Regions from separate parts of the Mus musculus genome. Here regions 1 and 2 are each linked to region 3. The links are chromatin contacts, called in public promoter capture Hi-C maps. All regions are on one chromosome and are shown on one strand. Each heading gives the region's core, a stretch centred on a gene start, on an enhancer-like site or on the middle of the called end of the contact. The rest is flanking DNA. Distances are from core to core; before and after follow the strand shown.

Region 1 (2,700 bases), core at 22-2,521, 100 kb before region 3:
CTGCCATCATGCTGGCCTGGAACTTAGTATGGTAAGCCAGGCTGCCCTTGAATTCACAGAGATCCACCTGCCTGTCCGCAGGTACCAGGATTAAAAGTGTGCATCACCATGACTAGCAATTTCTCTATTCTTACACAGTTCAGCACCCCTTGCTTCCACAGTGGGCTGGGTCTTCCCACATCAATTAACTTAATTAAGGCAGTTTCTCACAGACTCTCCACAGATAAATCCAATGTAGACCATCTCTCTTTGAAACTTGGTGCCGAGAAGATTCTAGGCTGTGTCAACTTGACAGTTAAAAGTAACCATCGAGCTGCCAAAATCAAAACCTGTGATGTTTTCAAGTAGGAAGAACATTTGCTTCTATGTTGACCTTTTTCCCTGTGTTTGAACATGCTTGGGTGACATGGTTGAACAGAGGTGAAAGGGCCGTCATCCACACTGCCTGATGTGTGAGAGGAAGGTGGCGAACATGCAAAAGTCCTATTTATAGGTAAAGTGCTTTCTCTAAGCCAGTGCGTCTCAGCCTTCCTAAGTCAGTGACCTTTTAATACAGTTCCTCATGTTGTGGTAACCCCCAAACCATAAAATTATTTTCATTGTTACTTCGTAACTATACTTTTGCTACTGTAATGAATTGTAATGTAGATATTTTTATCTTCCTATAGTCCTAGGCCACCCTGTGGAAAGGTCATTTGACCCTCCAAGGGGTTGAGACCCACAGGTTGAGAATGACTGCTCTAAGCTAACTACTTAGGCAAAAGAGTGGGGTTTATTGCCTTTTAAAAAACCATCTTTGCTATATACTGCTTTATCCCCGCTGGGGAATGGGCTAGTCTGTCACCTGCCACCTTTATTCTCCCTCTATGAAAAAGGCAAAGCAAAAGCTGGTGGTGTAGGTTTCCAGAGAACTTGGGGTAGCAATGGTGGTAGAAGCCTCTGGAGTCAGGGAGTGAGGAGAGGCCTCCCCTGAGGGTCAAGTGCAGATGCAAGTGTGTGTTTCCTAGACGGGTCTAATCTGCAGACTGCATTCCCAGAGGAGTTTGCAGCCACCAACAGTCTCCAGATAAAGATGGAGTCCCGGAGGCTCTTTTGTCAGGGCTTCCCCTGCTTCATCCCCTTCAGCTTTAGAAACAGCTGAGTTTCTGTTTCTTTTAGTATTTTTCGTAATCTAAATTCCCCACCAGCCTTATCCTCACACACTCATCGCCTTATTTCTGGTGCAATCCAGTGGCAGGCTGGAGCAGTTAGGAACAAGAGCCAACCCCTCCTTAATCTTTGGCTGGGGCACACCTGAGAGTCATGTGCAAACACTGGACGCTCCTTGGCTGCCTGTCCTATCGAGAGTTCTGTTTACATTTGGGAAAAGCATGAGTCTTCTATTTGGTGAACAGGATATGTTTCTAGCTGGAACCGCACAAAGTCAGAGCTGGGCTTTTCTGTTCCCCTCCCCTCGCCCCACTCCACCCCACCTCCACTCCCTCTCCCTCTCCTGCTCTTTCTTCAGACTGGCTGTCAGTCTGTATTTTTCTTTCTTAATTTTTGTCACTCGCTCCAATTGAGGCAGAGATTCTCACCCCAGATGAGAGACTAAAGGTATTTGTGTGATTTTCTTTAATTGTCTTGAATTGTATAGGGCTGTGAACAAACACCCTGCTTAGGAATTCTCAATTTTGGGTACATTTGCTGGCTGGTTGAAAGATACTTTGGTGTTTCTGGCACAGGGAGCTTTGGGTGCATGGTGACTGCCTTTCTTCCCTATATTCCCTAGCAGGTCTCAGTACTCTGAAAGGAACTTCAGAGCAGTACCCTGCTTTGAGCTCCCCTGGTTGGCTCCCCACCAATGGAAAGGACACTCGCTAGTCCACCACACAGGTTCCTGGAGGTCATTGTGGCCCCCTGTGACCAGGCCCAGCCTTGTCCCTTCCTGCCTTTCCCTGAGCAGATAGCTCTCAGGGGTCTCTCTCCATTCCTGCTCCCAAATCCTCTGCATGTTTTTTCCCCATGGCCCCACCACCCATCTTAAGGGCCTGTAGTTTTCCTGTGCTAGTGGTTGCTGGAACCAATAATTTAGGGAACAGGAGGATTCTTAGTCCTTCCTTCCTAGAATCTCCCTCCTGCAGTTTCTGGACCAAGCGGCCTCCTGATGGTCAGTATTCTGTGAGCCTCTGGCACCGTAGCCTACAGAGGGTCCTTTCCTGCCTATCCCAGTATTCCAGTTTAAGTCCACTGTTTGGTAATGCCAACTTGTGTTTTTTGGTTAGGGTCATCTTGTTCCTTATGTCTCTGTTGTTCACACGTGACTCTCTGAAGAATTTGCCATCGTGTGTTCAGGCTTCTGTAGGAAAATACTGTAGGCTGTGTGGTTTATAAACTGATAAGATTTTCTCACGCTCTACAGACTGGGAAGTCCAAGATCAAGCAAGGCACTGGAAGATTTGGTGTCTGATGCGGGCCACTTCCTCACAGACAGAGTCTGTTAATTATAGCCACAGGTTGCAAAGGAGACATGGTATCTCTCTGGCGTGTCTTTTATAAGGCCCTTATTCTGTTTATGAGGGCTTGTGTGATGTACTGAGTAAACATTAACAAATAATACTCCTAATTAAATTCCTCGAGCAGATGTGATTTTCTGTCAACAATGTGTCATGTAAGCACTCAGGAAATATTTTGCTGTTTCTTCTATTGGTTGCCATGGCC
Region 2 (2,700 bases), core at 83-2,582, 67 kb after region 3:
CCTTAGTCAGAGTCCTGGCTCCATCACTTCAAGGCTGTGCCATCTGAGTAAGATACTGACCTCCTCAGAGCCTGAGCTGCTTCACAAAGACTCATGTGCCATTGCTGACAGGAGTCACTGAGTCATGGGAAATTTAGGTCAAAATAAAAAACACTGTACAAATGCGAACTTGTTACCGCCAACCAACCTAATAATAGTTACCTAGTTTCTTTTTTTATTCCACAACCAGAGAGAAATAATTTCTCCCCCGCCCCACACATAACGTTTTTATTGATTCTCTGAGAGTTTCACATCCTGCACCTTGATCACAATCCTTTCTATGTAGACATTATTTTCTTAATGTTTTAAAACCTTTCTAGAGAAATATTTACATTTCATTCTACACTACAGAACAAACCCAAAGGGAATTGATTATCGGTTAGGTCCTTAGTCTATTAACCCATGAAAAGCTTTAATTTTTGGGTGTGTGTATCTCGTATGTGTGTGTTGTGTGTTCTGAAGTATATTATGGGATGTATGTTGCATGCACACAAGTGTGCAGGTGCATGCACACGTGGAGGTCAGAGGCTGGCCTTTGTCTTCCTCTGTTACTCTCTGACTTACTAACCTTAAGACCGTGTCTCTCACTGACCCGGAAGCTTGCTCTCTCAGCTAGGCTGACTGGCCAGTGCACTCTCGGGATCCACCAGTCTCTGCCTCATGATGCTGGGGTTACAGGCAAGTGAAGACAAGACCCCTCTTTCCGCGAGTGATAGGTCCTCATGCTTTCAAGAGAGTGTTCTTACCCACTGAGCCGTCTCCCTGGCCCCAGTTTTTATTGATTACAGTTTAACTTCTTTAAACTGTATCTCACCTTTCACAAATCGCTGACAGTTTAAGGAATAAAGACTAGGGAGAGGGTTCGGTGGACAAGAGCACTTTCTGTGAAAACGAGGAGCAGAGTTCAAATCCAAATCTCTAGCACTCATAAAAAGCTGAGTGTGGCGGGGCAGGCCTAGAACTCCAGCCCAAGGGGAGATGGAAGATCCTTGGAGATCATTGAGAGACCTTGCATTGATGTAATAAGGCAGCGAGTAAGAGAGGAAGATAGCCCAATATCTGCTTGTGGCCTTCACATGTGTGCATAGCTGCATATAACACACACACACACACCCCTGTGCACACAAGGCTAGAGAGGGCTTTTGCAGGAAAGCTGTGAATGCTGAATTTGTGGGAAAGGCTCACTGTCGAATGCTGCCATTGTTCTGAGGCAGGTTTACCCTGCAGAACATGCTGTCTCAGAAAGGAAAGCCCTCGAATGAGCTGACACAGAGGGGCGGGAGTTAGGGCAGAAATGATGATGACTAAGCGGATGTGGTAGCCTGGACGGGAAGCATTTCCCAGGGTAGAGACTGTGCTGTGTAGGACAGCCACACGCGCATCCAGGCAACATGCTGCTGCTGCTGCTGCTTTAAAGACAAAGCTGATGTCAAAAATAAATGCTTGCTCTCCTAGCAGTTCGCTCTCCTGATATTTCCCGGTGTTAGGAAGTTGCCTGTGAATCCTCCCTCTGGCTGTCATTCAGTTTGTGATGAGAAAAACACAAAGAGTGTAATTGTTCTCAGTGTAATTTTCAAATGTTTCTTTAATGACAGCCTTTAGGCCTTTCAATTTAGACTTTTCTCATGAGAACTTAAACAGGGGACCAAGCTCCCAAATCAAGAATATATGTGGAGAAGGTGAGGGTGTGTTTTGAAATTTTTCATGGAATTCTAATGATGGGAATTTTATTGGCCTGGTGGAGAAACTTAATTTTAATAATACAGTTAGAAAATGCAGTATGAACTAGAAATTAGCTTAATAAAAATTCTTGAAGTTTAATGAGGATTAGGTTTTCTTTACAGGCTCAGTGTGCCTTGCTCACATTAAAATAAAATAAAATAAAATAAAATAAAATAAAATAAAAATCACTTTGAAAGAGAGGTCTATTTAAATATGTGAACGTTTCCTTGGTTTGTTTTTTATAACTGATTACCCAGTTGTTGTTAAGGTGGGGTTCCAATGGTGGTGTCTAACCTGGCCCCTTTTACGACAGGGAGTTGACTTTAAAGGCCATGGAAGGGCCAGGCACACCTTTTGATAGATACACACAGCCAGGAGAGAGGTAGCCGGCTGGTACCCAGCTGAGCCTGGCCTAGAGAACCATGGTGTGTGAGTCCGGAAGACAGAAAGCTCCACGGTTCCTTCCATCTTTGCTCTTGCTTGGCTGCTGCTGTTCGTCTTGTGCTGCTCGTCTCTGCTCTATCTTCTTCTCTTTCCATTGTCATTCTCGACTCCCCTGCATCTACTCCCGTGTCCTTGGGTGCACCCCGACCCTGGGTTGTGACCTTTCTGCAGGCAGACTCGGAGATTAAGATTCCATGGCTCCGTGCCCCTCTCTCACCTTAGTGTCCAATTAAAATTCCCAACAGCAGGATTCTCACCGCCTCAACCTATCCCCATCTGGGCACAGCCCAAATGTGCCCTGGCTACCGACCAGCGTGGGCGTACGGCTGTTTCTCCAAAGACTGGTTACTTCTGGCAGCAGTGATGGCTACTAAGGGGAGCCACAGGGTTCAAAGCATGTTGGGGAAGGCCTCTCGGAGCAAAGGTCTTCTGAGAAAAGACTGAGAAGGGGGAGCTCGCGTGGAGTACAGAGTGACTGAGGCCCTGTCGGGTTTT
Region 3 (2,700 bases), core at 158-2,657:
TGGTCGTGAATTTCACTCTAAAGCCCAGGCAGACCTTCAGCTTTTGATATCTTTCGATATCTCCACAGAAGCTAGAAGTATATGCCTGTGTAACTAGGTCTGGCCTCAAATAATTCTTAACGTAATGGATATTGATAGTATTAAGCAGTTTTACATGGATATATTTTAAGCAAATCAATACAATGCACGAAATAACACAAGGCAGTTAAAATAAAACAGTTGGAGAATACAAATCATGTTATCATGCCTTGTTAGACAGTGACCGTAATGGGTTGGCGATGTAGCTGAGAGGTGCTCACTTCACTCGTGTAAATCCTCCACAGCATAACAAAGGGAAAGTGGGGACATTACTGACTCAGGGCTATCTACATACAGACACACCCTATACATTGCATATAGACATACACTACCCATTACATACAAACACACATCTGTATTTCAGTTTCCTCACATGTTTTCCATGCTAAAAAGCACAAGAAAATCCCCTTTCAAATTATTTCATAATGCAGGATATAGCAAGAGAAGGAAGGGGCTTACACAAAAATATCCTGGATTTTCTCATCTTATATACACATATAGATATGTAAAAATTCTAGACTGTGGTATATAACTGACTATTGAATTTTTCAATTAAAGATAATTTTTGCTGGGGTAGGTGAGGTGACTCAGCAGGTAAGAACATTTGTGCTTGTAGAGGACCCAGGTTCACCTCCCATTACTCACACTGTGGCCTACAACCATCCACAAGCCTAGTTCTAGAGGATCTACCTTCCTCTTATGACCCCTTCCCCCTCTCCAGGGCATCAGGCAGGTACATACATTCATGTGGCCCAAAACACTCAATCACATAAAAGTACATAAAAAAGAATACAAGTTTTGTGAGATAATTTTTACCTTCTGTGTACATTTTGTTTAGTAGGACATTATGTCTGTCTTAGGGTTTCCACTGCTGTGAAGAGACACCATGACCAAGGGAACTCTTATAGTGGACAACATTTAACTGGGGCTGGCTTATACTTTCTGAGGTTCGGTCCAATATCTTCATGGCAGGAAGCATGGCAGCACCCAGGCAGGCATGGTGCAGGAGGAGCTGAGAGTTACATCTTCATCTGAAGGCTGCTAGGAGAAGACCGTCCTCTAGGCAGCTAGGACGAGGGTCTCAAAAACCACCTCCGCCGTGACACACTTCCTCCAACAAGGTCACGCCTCCTAATAGCGCCACTCCCTAGGCCAAGCATCTTCAGACCAGCCCAGCGTCCTCAGTAATCAGAAACGTAGAGCTATCGTGATCTTTAAGGGCAATGAAGACTTAATTGTGCATCTAAATGAAACGTCTGCACTGCCTTGTAACTCTCTGTTTCCTGTTCCTCTACTAGGAGTGAAGCTGAGTAGCCTTCTGGGTAAAAAGGGGAACTTGGAAAAACTCCAGAGCTACTGGGAAGTCGGATTTTTTCTGGGAGCCAGTGTCCTGGCCAACGACCACCTCAGGGTCATTCAGGCATCCGAGAAGCTGTTCAGACTGAAGACACCAGCGTGGTAATCAACTCCCGTGCACTTGTACAGTCTAAAAAACAGCCTCGTACTGTTATTGAATTTTATAGCATATGGGATATTTTGTTGATTTTGAGGCTAATATCCAGAACCTATAGGAAAAAACAGAATTTTCACAAAGGAAGCTATTGGATTAAAAGTTATGGTGACTTTGCTGAAGTCACTTAAGCTTTTCCTACACATTGACCAGCCCAACCATCATCACTTGCATACGGTGCACACATAGACCATACTCTGTGCCTCACCCTGGACCCGAGACCACATGTTCATCTCAGCGTCTCTGGACGCCATTCCAAACCCGAGCGCTTTGTTTCTTTCATGATCCAGTCTCTGTCTGGGAATCCTTATTCTTGGATTTCACTCCCATTCACTCCTGGTGTGGTAGACACATTGGAGTGTCTTCCCATATGTGTGTTTTGTAAATCCCAGGCTGTCTTTGGAAGATATCCAAGTCTCATTATTGTCTCAGCAGTACGGTAGAGATAAGATTCCTTCTGCATTTGAGATTATTTTAAAAACTGATGCTAATTCTAGTCTGTGTCACGTGTGGTTGTCAATGTGGTGAAAGGTTCTCAACCAGGTAGAGAAAGTCCTTTCCTAGAGCAGGTCCGAGTCCAGGCTTTCACTGGCCACATCCCAGGAGCTGCCTGCCATAATAAGGCCCTTGTGGCCTCTTACAGGACTTCATGTTCAGGTCTTCATTGCCTAGTTCACACACACACACACACACACACACACACACACACACAGCATCTCCGCACTGATCTTTCTAAAATACAAGCCTGACCTTTGCTTCCTGTAGAAGTCCTCAAATCAGCCCAGGTTAATAGTCATCACAGGGGAGGGGTGAAGTCCATCTCCTTGGTTTGGCAAGCAAGGCTCATTCTCAGCCTTCCCAGACGTTGCTTTGCTCTGGGGTCCGTGCTGCTCAGTGAGCAGCGAGTGGTTTTAAATGCTCGCATTCAACACTTGCCTACAGATGCCCCATGCAGCCTCGTTGTTCATCCGCCCAGGGAAATGCTCACACATCACTTCTTAGCTCAGATGCTGACTTCAGACTTCCATGCTGAGCACCCCCTAACCCCCCACTCTACCACTGCCACCGAGACAGGGTTTCTCTGTGTAGCCCTGGCAGTCCTGGAACTCACT

What was found. Capture Hi-C pulls out chosen DNA fragments and counts their contacts.
Region 1: a promoter capture Hi-C map of adipose tissue shows a contact between it and region 3. The contact joins two enhancer-like sites. A contact is called at or near these places in 1 of 15 datasets of contacts at CTCF or cohesin (CD8 T cells), 8 of 484 Hi-C or Micro-C datasets (the AML12 cell line, bone marrow, bone marrow-derived macrophages and 5 more), 3 of 115 datasets of contacts at active chromatin or transcription factors (the HPC-7 cell line, acute myeloid leukemia and bone marrow-derived macrophages) and 3 of 9 other capture datasets (adipose tissue, liver and pancreatic islet).
Region 2: a promoter capture Hi-C map of adipose tissue shows a contact between it and region 3. The contact joins two enhancer-like sites. A contact is called at or near these places in 3 of 484 Hi-C or Micro-C datasets (bone marrow-derived macrophages, cumulus cells and embryonic stem cells), 2 of 115 datasets of contacts at active chromatin or transcription factors (fibro-adipogenic progenitors and pancreatic cancer cells) and 2 of 9 other capture datasets (adipose tissue and liver).

What each region holds. Positions count from the first base shown.
Region 1 is chr10:19,955,605-19,958,304 of GRCm38.p6, forward strand. The region is part of intron 1 of Map3k5 (mitogen-activated protein kinase kinase kinase 5); the gene reads left to right. Among named protein-coding and RNA genes, the nearest start is that of Map3k5, 22 kb to the left of the region's middle. Within about 2 kb of position 1,272, at least 53 of the 459 cell types and tissues checked have an H3K27ac peak or open chromatin away from gene starts, as enhancers often do. A contact at or near this core is called in adipose tissue, where this site is marked.
Region 2 is chr10:20,122,244-20,124,943 of GRCm38.p6, forward strand. All of the region lies in intron 23 of Map3k5 (mitogen-activated protein kinase kinase kinase 5), which reads left to right. Among named protein-coding and RNA genes, the nearest start is that of Map7, 47 kb to the right of the region's middle. Within about 2 kb of position 1,333, at least 129 of the 459 cell types and tissues checked have an H3K27ac peak or open chromatin away from gene starts, as enhancers often do. A contact at or near this core is called in adipose tissue and bone marrow-derived macrophages, where this site is marked.
Region 3 is chr10:20,055,099-20,057,798 of GRCm38.p6, forward strand. Map3k5 (mitogen-activated protein kinase kinase kinase 5) reads left to right here. Exons shown (of 30, transcript NM_008580.4): 9 at 1,377-1,536. Among named protein-coding and RNA genes, the nearest start is that of Map7, 110 kb to the right of the region's middle. Within about 2 kb of position 1,408, at least 7 of the 459 cell types and tissues checked have an H3K27ac peak or open chromatin away from gene starts, as enhancers often do. A contact at or near this core is called in adipose tissue and bone marrow-derived macrophages, where this site is marked.